Linked DNA regions of Mus musculus: regions 1 and 2 are each linked to region 3. A link is a contact called in public promoter capture Hi-C data. All regions are on one chromosome and are shown on one strand. Each heading gives the region's core, a stretch centred on a gene start, on an enhancer-like site or on the middle of the called end of the contact. The rest is flanking DNA. Distances are from core to core; before and after follow the strand shown.

Evidence for each region. Promoter capture Hi-C pulls out the DNA fragments that hold promoters and counts their contacts.
Region 1: a contact with region 3 is called in a promoter capture Hi-C map of hippocampal neurons, with 2.8 times the contacts expected there. The contact joins the promoter of Sdr39u1 here to the promoter of Mrpl52 in region 3. A contact is called at or near these places in 2 of 39 promoter capture datasets (hippocampal neurons and pre-B cells).
Region 2: a promoter capture Hi-C map of hippocampal neurons shows a contact between it and region 3, with 2.3 times the contacts expected there. The contact joins the promoter of Tinf2 here to the promoter of Mrpl52 in region 3. A contact is called at or near these places in 2 of 39 promoter capture datasets (hippocampal neurons and pre-B cells).

The regions. Positions count from the first base shown.
Region 1 is chr14:55,898,450-55,902,379 of GRCm38.p6, reverse strand. Sdr39u1 (short chain dehydrogenase/reductase family 39U, member 1) reads left to right here and starts at 2,148. Exons shown (of 6, transcript NM_001082975.1): 1 at 2,148-2,190; 2 at 2,460-2,566; 3 at 2,651-2,733; 4 at 3,075-3,196. The coding sequence starts at 2,175. Khnyn (KH and NYN domain containing) reads right to left here. Exons shown (of 8, transcript NM_027143.3): 8 at 3,600-3,930.
Region 2 is chr14:55,679,858-55,683,662 of GRCm38.p6, reverse strand. It overlaps Tinf2 (Terf1 (TRF1)-interacting nuclear factor 2), which reads left to right and starts at 1,846. Exons shown (of 9, transcript NM_145705.3): 1 at 1,846-2,273; 2 at 2,352-2,438; 3 at 2,574-2,663; 4 at 2,761-2,868; 5 at 2,956-3,052; 6 at 3,207-3,648; 7 at 3,733-3,797. The coding sequence starts at 2,082. It also overlaps a transcript of Gmpr2 not described here.
Region 3 is chr14:54,425,044-54,428,931 of GRCm38.p6, reverse strand. It overlaps Mrpl52 (mitochondrial ribosomal protein L52), which reads right to left and starts at 2,023. Exons shown (of 5, transcript NM_026851.2): 1 at 1,972-2,023; 2 at 1,841-1,898; 3 at 1,694-1,761; 4 at 284-348. The coding sequence starts at 1,999.

The DNA of each region.
Region 1 (3,930 bases), core at 899-3,398, 1.5 Mb before region 3:
GGCAGGAGGGAGGGCACAAGCAAGGATGCTTGAGTCTCATTTGGAAGGGGGATTGGAATGGTCATGGAAGTCAGATGGAGCGAGGGAACTTGGTGGGAGAGGGAATGGGGAGGAGAGGGAAATTCAGGATTGGGTTGGGGAGGGGCAGGGGAGATGGCCCGATGACCATGAGAATGAACGGAAATCTGCAACTAATCGGGGGAACGTAGTGGCCATCTTCAGGAAGAAACAGAAACCTGGGATAAGGGAGGTGCCCAAGAATGAATAGGGGCATCCTGAACACTGGGGATATGGAGCCTGGAGAGGCTGCCTGCTATGGCCAGGCAGGAACTCTGGTGGAGCAATAAGGACACCAACCCACCCACAAAACTTTTGACCCAAAATTTACCCTGTCTACAAGAAATGTAGAGGGCTGGTGAGATGGCTCAGTGGGTAAGAGCACCCGACTGCTCTTCCGAAGGTCCAGAGTTCAAATCCCAGCAACCACATGGTGGCTCACAACCATCCGTAACAAGATCTGACTCCCTCTTCTGGAGTGTTTGAAGACAGCTACAGTGTACTTACATATAATAAATAAATAAATCTTTAAAAAAAAAAAAAAAAAAAAAAAGAAATGTAGAGATTGGGGATGGAGCAGAGATTGAGAGAACAGCCAATCAGTAACTGGCCCAACTTGAGACACATACCATGGGCAAGCACCAATCCCTGACACTATTGATACTCTGTTATGCTTGCAGACAGGAGTCTAGCATGGCTGTCCTCTGAGAGTCTCCACCCAGCAGATGACTCAGACAGATAAAGACACCCACAGCCAAACAGTAGATGGAGCTGGGGACTCTTATGGAAGAATGTGAGGAAGAATTGCAGCCCCTAAGGGGATAGCAACTTCACAGGAAGACCAATCGAATCAACTAACCTGGACCTTTGGGGCTCTCAGAGACTTAACTACCACCAAAGAACATACATGGGCTGGACCTAGTCCTCCCTGCACATAGGTAGCAGATGTACAGCTTGGTCTTCCTGTGGGTCCCACATAACTGGAGTGGGGGCTATCCCAAAGGCTGTTGCCTGTGTGTGGGATATGTTTTTCTAGCTTGGCAGCCTTGTCTGGCCTCAGTGGGAAAGGATATGCACCAGACACCAAACTTGGTTCTTAAAGTCCCAGAAGACAGTGTGGTTTCTACTCAAGGCAAAAATGCAGCGTTTCTTGTTTGGTTTCAGACCAGGATTATGCCCAGGGACTGAGGCAAATATTTTACATTTTTACATGTTTACAAAGCAGACATGGCCTCCAGATTCTCCCATCATCCCTCAGACCCTACCTGGCATACCTTGCCTCCAACCTTGAAGTTTCCAGACCAGGGGCCTGGCTGCCCTTCCTCAAGAGGCTCTTCCCTATAAAATTCAGACATTTTGTGCTCTCTCCCTACCCCCTCCCCCATCTCTCCTTCTCCCACCCCGTGTCTCTCTCTGCTCGGTCGCCCTTTCTCTCTTTCTCCTCTCCCCCACTCCTCTCCATGGTGAGTCCCCTGGCCTTAATCCTTGGGGCCAGTTAACTCCCAATAAACCTGCCTTTAATGTAAACTAGTCTGGCTTGAATCGGCTCATTTCACCAGCGGTAGAGAAATGCCTATCATTTCTAAAAGGAAGGGAGAAAGAACAGTAATTTTGGCTGGGCGATCAATCAAAATGATCTACAACTGGGCATTAGACTTGGTGAACTATGTGTTCCTGGAGGGCCCTGAAACGGATGAACTGGGAAGCAGGGCACGGGTGGGATGCACGCTTGTGAGAGCCTTAGCTGCGGAAGCAAGGACAAGAGTGCGCACATGAACTGGAGAAGAAACTCTGACACCCTCGAGTCCTGACAGAAGGAGGCAGAACAGTGAGAAAAGATGAAGAAGAATTCCACAGTGCCCGCCCCCTCCCCACGCCCAGCGCTTCGCGGTCTAGAGTTGTTCTTTAGGAGCGGATCCTTTCTGCACTTCGTCCTCCATCTCTTTTGCGTCATCCACCCCTCTTCCCAGAGAAATTTATGGTCCTTCGCTATTACTATAACTCCTTCCGGGTCGGGGGAGGGTGGGGCACACCTAGTACTGAGATTCGCGTGAGGTGAGGCTCGTAGTCGCGTCCGGTGTTTAAATCTCGCGCAGGCGTGCTAGCTCCCTGTCGCTATGCGGGTGCTTGTAGGTGAGGGAGGGCAGAGTGGCGGGCCGGCTTAGGCTGTAGCCGAGAGCTGAGAAAACAGGCCCACAGGGTGCAGTCTCCTAAGCAGGCAACCTAGCCTTGGTTTCCCAGCCCCAAAAGCTGAATCTGTGCGACCCTGTGACTTTTGTCACCTCTGCATCGCGGGGTGGGTTGGAGAGGCCTGATGTCAGATGGGGACCGCACCCAAAGGGGCCGCCAGCAGATGACCTACCGCCACCCCGCTGAGTAAACAGTTTGTGCTCCCCCATCAGGTGGCGGGACGGGATTCATTGGGACAGCCGTAACCCAGCTGCTGAGAGGCAGGGGCCACGAAGTTAAATTGGTCTCCAGACAGCCTGGCCCGGGTCGAATCACGTGGGTAGGTCGAGCTTCTGGAAGGTGGGTGGGAGGGCAATTTGCGCGGGAAGGACAGTACCAGCCGGCACTGTACTTTCTCCCACAGAGTGAACTCAGTGAGTCGGGGCTGCCCCTCTGCGATGTTGTCATCAACCTGGCTGGAGAGAATATCCTCAACCCTCTGCGAAGGTCAACAGGGCCATAAAGCAGTTATCACCTGTACAGGGGGGAGAGAGGGTCGATGCCTGTGACCCGTGCATGGTAGACATAAACTTGTGCAAGTGTCCCCTTAAGCCTTTGGAGCCTGTTATATATCAGCGTCTACTAAAGCCCAGTGTTGTGGATAAAGAGATATAGCCCATGCCTATTGGGGGCCGGGGGAGAGAGTCCTATCTTCTTAGCCACCCCGAGCTATGCATTAAGACAGGCTTAGGACAACAGACTTACTGGGAGGGGAGCCGGATGAGTGGGGAGGATATGGTCTAGGTGCATGTCTGCACTTTTGACCTTTTCTTTCATTTTCTCTGCAGATGGAATGAAACCTTCCAAAAAGAGGTTCTTACGAGCCGCTTGGATACTACCCACTTGCTAGCCAAAGCCATCACCGAAACTGCGCACCCACCTCAGGCTTGGATTCTAGTCACAGGTGTAGGTACGCTCCCAAATCACCAGCCTCTTACATTAACGGAGCCAGGGAGAACAGAGCAAGCAGTTGAGGCACTTGGGGCTTGCACCCGAATCACAGGTCCTTCCCAGGGTCACTGCCTAGGCCTCCAGCCTTGCAGGTTCTTCCTGACCCAGATCTGTACTGTCACAGTCTGGTCTTTATGGGTGTGGAAAGGCAGAATGGGGGTGTGGGGTACTTGGCTAGAGAGCCTTTATTGGGAGCCCTCAGAGAAAGAGGTGTGGTACGGGTCCTAGTGCGCACAGAAGGCATCTCCCCACTCCCACACCCCTTGCTTTTTTGCACTGCAGTTCTTTATGAAGAGCTCCCTTTGTTGTGTCTCCTTTGAGACCACACAATTGCAAACAATTAAAATGAGTAGTAGCCACCATACTATTATATACATATTATTTAATCCTTACAACTTTATGAGGTAGGTACAGTTACTCCCATACTGAGGATGCAGATTTTTTTCATACGGAGAAGTAACTTGCCAAAAAAAAAAAAAGTCACAGATGTCAAGAATGGTCCAGTTCAAGCAGCTTAGCACCTACGTTTCTGTCCCTACCCACTACAAGCTAGCGGCCTCTGGACACAGCCTGACAGCCAAAAGCTAGATGTTCAGGCATGGACACACAGAGAAGCTCAAGGGGGAAACAGTTATGGTTCTTTCTTCTCCTGTGGAAACCCAAAGGGCAGAGGAGACTGAGGCTAAGGAGCCT
Region 2 (3,805 bases), core at 597-3,096, 1.3 Mb before region 3:
CCATGACCAAGGCAACTCTTATAAGGGACAACTTTTAATCAGGGTTGGCTTACAAGTTCAGAGTCTCAATCCATTATCATCATGGCAGAATGCATGGCAGTGTCCAGGAAGGCATGGTACTAGAGAAGGAGCCAAGAGTTTTACATCTTGTTCCAAAGGCAAACAGGAGAAGACTGGCTTCCAGGCAGCTAGGAGAAGAGTCTCAAAGCCCACCACAGTGTCACACTTCTTCCGACAAGGCCACATCTACTCCAACAAGGCACACCTCCTAATAGTGCCACTTACTCTCTGGGCCAAGAATATTCAAACCACCCCAGAGTTATTGCTGAATAAACTCGCCCCTTTTTAGTTCTTTCTGACTTCTGTCCATCTGGTTCAACTCAGCTGTTCTGGCTCAAACTCTTCTCCCAGCTGACTAATTCAATCTGGCTTCTCTGAATTGCTGTTTGACCTCAAACTAACTTTAGCAATCTTTTCTAATCTTCTGGCTCTTTCTCATGTTCTTACTTGTTCTGTCTTTACCTGTGCATGCCCCCCCCCCCTCTGTAACCTCCATCCCAGGAGACTTAAATCTTCACCTGCCCTCCATGGGCACTCCACACACATGGTTCACAGACATACATTCAGACAAAACACTGGTCCACATTAAATAAAAATAAAGTATCAAAAGAGTTAAATTAATACATGATAGCTTTAAAAAGGAAATTAATTTCTCAGCTTTAAAAACAATGTGTAACTAGATTGGACTTCTACCCAGAACCATGCAAGCAACAAGGGAGTAAAGTATTTACAGTACTGAAAACAAGGGGGAAAAAAAAAAACCCCATCTCACGCCGGGATTTAGAGGTGTGCACCAGCACACTCTGTGGGAAAATTCTTTAGAAAAAATGAAAGTGGGGCTGGAGAGATGGCTCAGCGGTTAAGAGCACCGACTGCTCTTCCAGAGGTCCTGAGTTCAATTTCCAGCAACCACATGGTAGCTCACAACCATCTGTAGTGGGGATCCAATGCCCTCTTCTGGTGTGTCTGAAGAGAGTAATGTGTACTCATACATAAAATAAATAAATCTTTAAAGAAAAAATGAAAGTGGTAAGGTCAGAAATGACAGAAAAAAATATGAAGAAAACCCACTTCAACATTAACATCCAGTGTAGTACTTTGGTACTGGGTCTGGAAAGGCTCTGAATACTGATCTGGAGAACCAAGGCAAAGTGTGAGCCATGAGTCTGGGAATGGAGGAAACCATTCAAATAATGGGCAGGTTTCATAAAATTCCTGCAAGGTGGGCAAGGCAGATAATTAATTTAAGCAACAAAGTAAAGCTGTACACAGTGTGCCCGGTTCTGTCCTTGGGGAGAGCAAGAAGAGTCAACCCACTAAAGGACTCCATCAAGTTAGTGCTCAAAAGAAACTTGGAAAAGGAAGCCCTTAAATATTATAAACTACACGAAACAGCAAAGATGTGGCACAGAAAAGCATAAAACGGCTGTCATCCTACTGTCCAGGAGAACCCTGACTAGCCCTAGGATATTTCAAACTATATTCGTTTAGGCACCGGCGAGTCAGGACAGGAGGGCGGAGTTACCACTCAGGCCTGTGTTTGGTTTTTTGAAACGAGCGAGCGCCCTCTTCTGTTTCGCGAGAGGAATGGCAGAATTTTTCCTGGGAGCGGCTGGCGGCCCGGGAAGGGCTTGGCAGACGCTGATTCAGACACCTAGGTTTACAGCTTGCAGGGGTGATGGAGAGTGACGCTAGGTCGTACGTCACTTTCACAGTGCAGGGGACCTCGTGACGTCACAGCTCCCTCCGCGGCCTCTTCCGGGGAGGGAAGCCGCGCGCCCAGGCGGAAGTGACGTACTCCTGCGTTTCCCTCAGTGGCGGCATTTTAAGTTTAGTGATCTGGACAGGTTGATACACTTAAGTCACCGCCTGAGAGGAGACTGCGGGGTTCCCGTGGCTCCGCGAAATGGGCCCAGCTGGTCCGCCGACCTTCCGGTGCAGATGAGAGAAGCGGGGCTCCGCCTACGGGAGCGTCCGGGAAGCCTGGGTTGAACGAAAGGAGGAAAGGGCGCCCGCGGGCCATGGCCCCACCTCCAGGGGTAGGTCCCGCGTCTCTGCGGTTTGCTGCCGCCGCCAGCTGGCTGGTAGTCCGCCGTCGCCGCGTAGAGCACTTCCCGAAAGTGGTGGAGTTTCTGCAGTCCTTGCGCGCTGCTGCCCCCGGCTTGGTTTGCTACCGGCACCATGAACGCCTGTGTATGAGCCTAAAGGCCAAGGTACTAGAGAGAAGGACGTCTGGTTGGGACTAAGATCGGCTGGAAAAGGGTAGGTGTTCTGAGCCCTGTACCGTGCAGGTGGTGGTGGAGCTGATCCTGCAGGCGCGACCCTGGGACCAGGTCCTGAATGCCCTGAAGCATCACTTCCCAGCAGAGTCCAGAACAGTAAGTACCACTGGACCCCGAAGCTGTGAGTGCTATCTTGGGCAGACCAAACTCAGGCCTGATGCAACCAAGTTGCCCCTGGGTCCTAGCGACACCTCCTCACCCAAATTTTCCTGTCTTCAATATCCTCAACAGACAAAAGAAGACAGGAAGCTTTTGGAGGCACGGGAAAATTTTTGCTTGCTTGTGAAGCACCTGTCAGAGGACCCGCCTTCGAGCCTGCAGGTGAGAATGGTTGGTTTGGAGGATGTTATGGGATTCCTGTTTTGTTTTGTTTTGTTTTCTAAAATTCATCTGACCTGCTTCACTTTCCCACATACAGGAACTAGAACAAGACTATGGGGAATCCTTTCTAGTTGCCATGGAAAAGCTGTTGTTTGAATACTTGTGTCAGCTAGAGAAAGCACTGCCTCCAGTCAGAGCACAAGAGGTTGTTGAGAAAGAAACACTTTAAGGGCGGAAGGCTGGGTGGCTTCCCCGAGAACTATGATCTTCCTATCTGTCGCCTTGCCCACAGCTTCAGGATGCTCTAAGTTGGAGTCAGCCGGGCTCGTTCATCACTTCTTCGGTTGCTTTGCACCAGTATGGTATGGACATGGGGTGGACATTTCCAGGTAAGAGGATCAGCGGAGATAACTAGCAATTTGGAGGTTAGTGTTTAGCTCTACCAAACCTGAGTCAGCCGAATGGAAGTTATATGGGCCTGTAACACAAACCTGAGTTTTAACCTAGTTCTAATTTTATAAGGCATCTTATTTTATCTTTCAGAGAGCTCTACTTCTGGCTCAGGGAATCTGATAGAGCCCATGGAAGAGAGTCCTCATCAGCAAACCAGGCCAGCATTCCACAGTCCTCTGCCTAAAGCTAAGCTTGGCCCTCACCAGCCAGCTTCACTGGAGCACCCAGAACACTTAGCTGGCCACCGCTTTAATCTGGCCCCTTTGGGAAAGCGAAAATCCCGATCACATTGGACATCGGCAAAGGCGTGCCATAAAGAGCGGCCCACAGTCATGCTACTCCCATTTAGGAACATGGGCTTACCAGCTCAAGACTTATCTAACCCTAAAAGCAGGGAAGAACCCGGTGCGGCCTCAGCAGCTTCTGTGGGAACAGAGCCAGTCTGCACGGAGGAGGCTAAGACTCCATCTCGGCCTTTGGGGAAAAGGGCATTAGAGGAGACCCCACCTGACTCACCGGCTGCAGAGCAGGAGTAAGGGTCTCTTCTCCTTCCTTAGGAATACTTTCCCTGCCTGCTTCCCTTCTTCACCCAACCTTTCCTTTGCCTTCACCTCAGGAACAGTGTGAATTGCGTGGATCCTCTAAGACACTCATCACCGCCTCTTACAGTCAAGAAACCAGGTAAGCTT
Region 3 (3,888 bases), core at 774-3,273:
GGGGCTGTAGAGATGGCTCTCTGCTCTTGCAAGGGACAAGGGTTCAACTCCCAGTAGCCACCCCAGAGCTCACAACCATCTGTAATTCCAGTTCCAGAGGATCTGACACCCTCCTCTGACCACTACAGGTACCACGAACACATATGATGAACATACATTGATACAGGCAAAACACATGTATATAAAGTAAAAATCAATCTTAAAGAAAATGAAGATAAATGATGATTTAAATTTTCCTCCTCCAGTCATAAACACAGCCTTTGGCAGAGTCCCAGCTACTCACTGCAAGCTTCTCCCTTTGAGCTTTTCTTCGAAGTTGGCCTTTCATTGGGGGTGCAGGGCGGCCATCTACAGACAAAAGTAAACAAAAGGCATAGTGTTAAATGTGGTCTGGGGATCCTGTCCAAACACTGGTGTGATAGGGATTGGAGAAGAGTAAGCCCCTAGCTCCACTTTTCCAGGTCACCCTGACTATGGTTGGTTGGGTGGATGCTGGCGTGCGTGAGGCTGTAGGTTCAGGGCCCAGTTCTGCTCATCAAAAACAATACTGAGGAGGATCCCAGTTCACAACCACAACTAAAACTCACCTAGCCTCAGAGGTGAGGTCCAACAGAATCACGAAATGACTTCATAGGCACGCTCTTCCTATCATTTAACCCTGTCATTAGCATGGACCTAGGGCCGTCTGCCAAGCTGAACTCACTTTTCTCTTCAGAAACCCTTCACTCAATGTGTCTCTTTGCTAAACTTCATCTCATTGTATAATGAAATATAGGGTTTTTTTTCTCCCTCACTCTTGATTTTTGAGGCAAGGTTTCACTATGTAGCCAAGGCTATCCCCTAGCTCTCAGTGCTTCTGCCTCGTGAGTGCCGATTGCAGGCATGCGTCACTACTCTCTTTTAATTTTGCTTTTTTTAAAGTTTTATTTTTATGTGCTTGGGTGTTGTGTTTGTATGTATGTCTGTGCACCATGTGGGTGCCTGGTAAAGGTGGAAGTGAAAAGATGACATTGGATCCCCTGGAACTGGAGTTACAAGCAATTGTGAGTCACCCTGTGGGTGTTGGGAATCGAACCCATGTCCTCCGGAAGAACAGGCACCGCATTTTAAAGGCATCCTTCAGTCCATAAGTTTTTTTTTTTTTTTTTTTTTTAAAGAGAAAAAGACTTCTCTGTACTGAGTCTGCCATTTCAGACTTGTAGGGATCTTCGGTGTTCTTTTCAGCAGCTTTTCAAAGAATTCCTTGTACATTTGCAAACGAATTGTCAAAATACACTCACCACACATGTGAGAGTTTTATCCTTCTGAGAGGATAAAAGTCATACATACTTCCAAGCCCAGAACAGCCCACGTTAGTATTTCCTTATACCTTCAGGATACGATCCTGACAGCTAACTTTCCTTAGCCAATTACTATTTCTTGATTGATACACAGGGTCTCATTCTGTAGTTCAGGATAATCAAGGATTCCTTACATAGCACTAACCTCACAGCAATCCCTCTGCCTCAGCTCTCCAAACCTAAAACCTCAGGGGTGAACTAACACCCGGCTACACAGTCAGGCAAAGGTAGAGCTGCAGTCCTCCAACTCAAGTAAAAGGTTCACTATTTTCCCAGACACGCCCCCAACCCTTACCCCGGTGGTCTCGGAGGAAAAAAAACAAAAACAAAAAACCCTTGACATCAAGGCTCACCCGCGAAGGACCAGTCAGGGAGCTCCGTGAGGGGCCCATAGCCGGAAGGGTTGGCAGCCAGCCCTTGCCTGGGTGGGGGAGACAGTGTGGGTGAGGACGCGGCGGGATACTAGGTCCCGCCGCGCCCCCGCCCGGCACGGCACTCACTGGAGTCGCCACTGGCCACCGGCCCGCGCCACTACGCTGCAGTGCAATCTCCGGACACCTAATGGAAGAGCAGGGAGTTAGAGGGCTGGTCGCCCCGCGGCTCCCGTGTCCCCAACCCCACAATCACTCACTGGACAGCCAGGTCCCTAAGGCAGCCATGCCGGAGCAAGGGAACCGGAAGTGGGCGTGGCCCCGGCAGCCACGCGGGACGCTGCCGGGAAAACCGGAAGCCGACATCTTGAATGTGGTTTTCAATCGCCGGTCCCACCATCTTGCGTTATCGTACGGAAGTGGGAGTCAGCTGTGGGCTGAGTGTTCTGAACAGGAGGAACTGCCCCGCGCGTGCATCTTGCACCCTCCGAGGTGGTTGAGATACCTGTGACCGAATCCTTCGCAGCTGTTTCCAAGTCCTTTCCCGGACGTTCTCCAGACTTGGGAAATTTAGGGTAACTCAGAAGTGTCGCATCCAACGAACCTCATTGTGCAGCCTTCTGCTTCATTTTAACGTTTGTTTTCTGATATGATCAAGTGTAGAACGAGTTGGAAAAATTTGGTTCTCATCCAACGGAGTCGAAGAAGTGGTGAATGGGTTAGGAGATTATAGGGGTAGCTAAAAAACAGTCCAGATAAGGCATTTGAGTCTAGGAAGACAAATGATCACAGACATGACTAATAGTGCAGCCCAGTGGTGGGAAGGGAAGTATATGTCATTTGCAAGACTATGTATGGAAGCACGGATCTGAGGACACTGTTAAACATTTTTTTGAGGAAGTTGTACTGGTGCCAGTTATTATTTTTTTTTTTTTTTAAACAAGGTCTCACCATGTAACTATGGTACTCAGTATGTAGCCTAGGTTGGCATCGAACTCATTGAGATACATCTGCCTCTGCTCCCGAATGCAGGGATGTAAGGTGACTCTGATTCTAATTTTAAACCACACATTCTCATGAGTTAGGTATACTTTTTGAGTGGATTAAACCTGGAAACTGAAGTGCTCCCAAACCAAACCTGTTGAATCCAAACATGATGCTACGATGGAGAATTACACACCCGAAGTCATGACGGAATTTTTGTCAAAAAAAATCAGGTGCACTAAGGGCTGGCGATGATGCTGTGGTGGAATACTTGTCTAGCATGCTTAGACTGTGGATTCATCCTTAGCATACTCAAAAATAACATTCAGCATGAAAGAATTTTATGCTTAGAATTCAGGTCCATCCCCAACAAACATATATTCAAATGTTCCCAAATCAGGCATTTCTGTATTAAGGGCCCAAGAGTTGGACAGATTCCCTGGTAGGCAGACAGATAAAAGACCATGACTAGATAATGATGAATTTCCACGATGTCTGGTTTCTTCCTCTCCTCCTAGCCTGAGACAAAAGCCTGGCAGCATAAAACAAAGAATCTTGTGGGCTTTCTCTCCCTCCCAGTAGATCTGCTGATAGACTGACTCCAGGAATTCAAGGCTGGATTGGTACATGTTCCAAGACAGTTGTGGGCCAATCAGCCATCCTTTTTCTCTTTAAATTTACCAACCCTAAATTAGGGGAGGAAAACTTCAGAGACTTAAAAACTCCAGCCTTGGAAAAGGACTAGATTTTCAGTCTTCTGAGTCCCCCTTCTTGGCTTTGCAAAGGCACTTTTCTCTGTGTGTGATGCATGTATATGTTGCTTCACCCTTCAATAAAGCCTTTCTTCAGTTGCTGATTCTGTCTGAGCTGTTTGCGATGTTGGAGATTTCTCCACTGCTACCTGTCACATCTGAGGATTTCCTGCCTATTAATTCTTTAGCTGACAGTAGAAACAAGACCGATCAAGGCCCGTGATGCTAACAATACCAAGCATTTCAAATAAAGGATATTCAACCTATAAGCTAGAGCTTCCTTTCTCCCCAGCACCTCTTTTGAGATAGGCATCTTGCTAAGTAGCTCTGGATGACCCAGTGCCTGCTAGGTAGCCCTGGCTGCCCTCAATGCTCCTGCATCAATCAGCCTTTTGAATACTGGGATTACCAGTTAGTACCACCATGCCTGGCTTGCTTTAT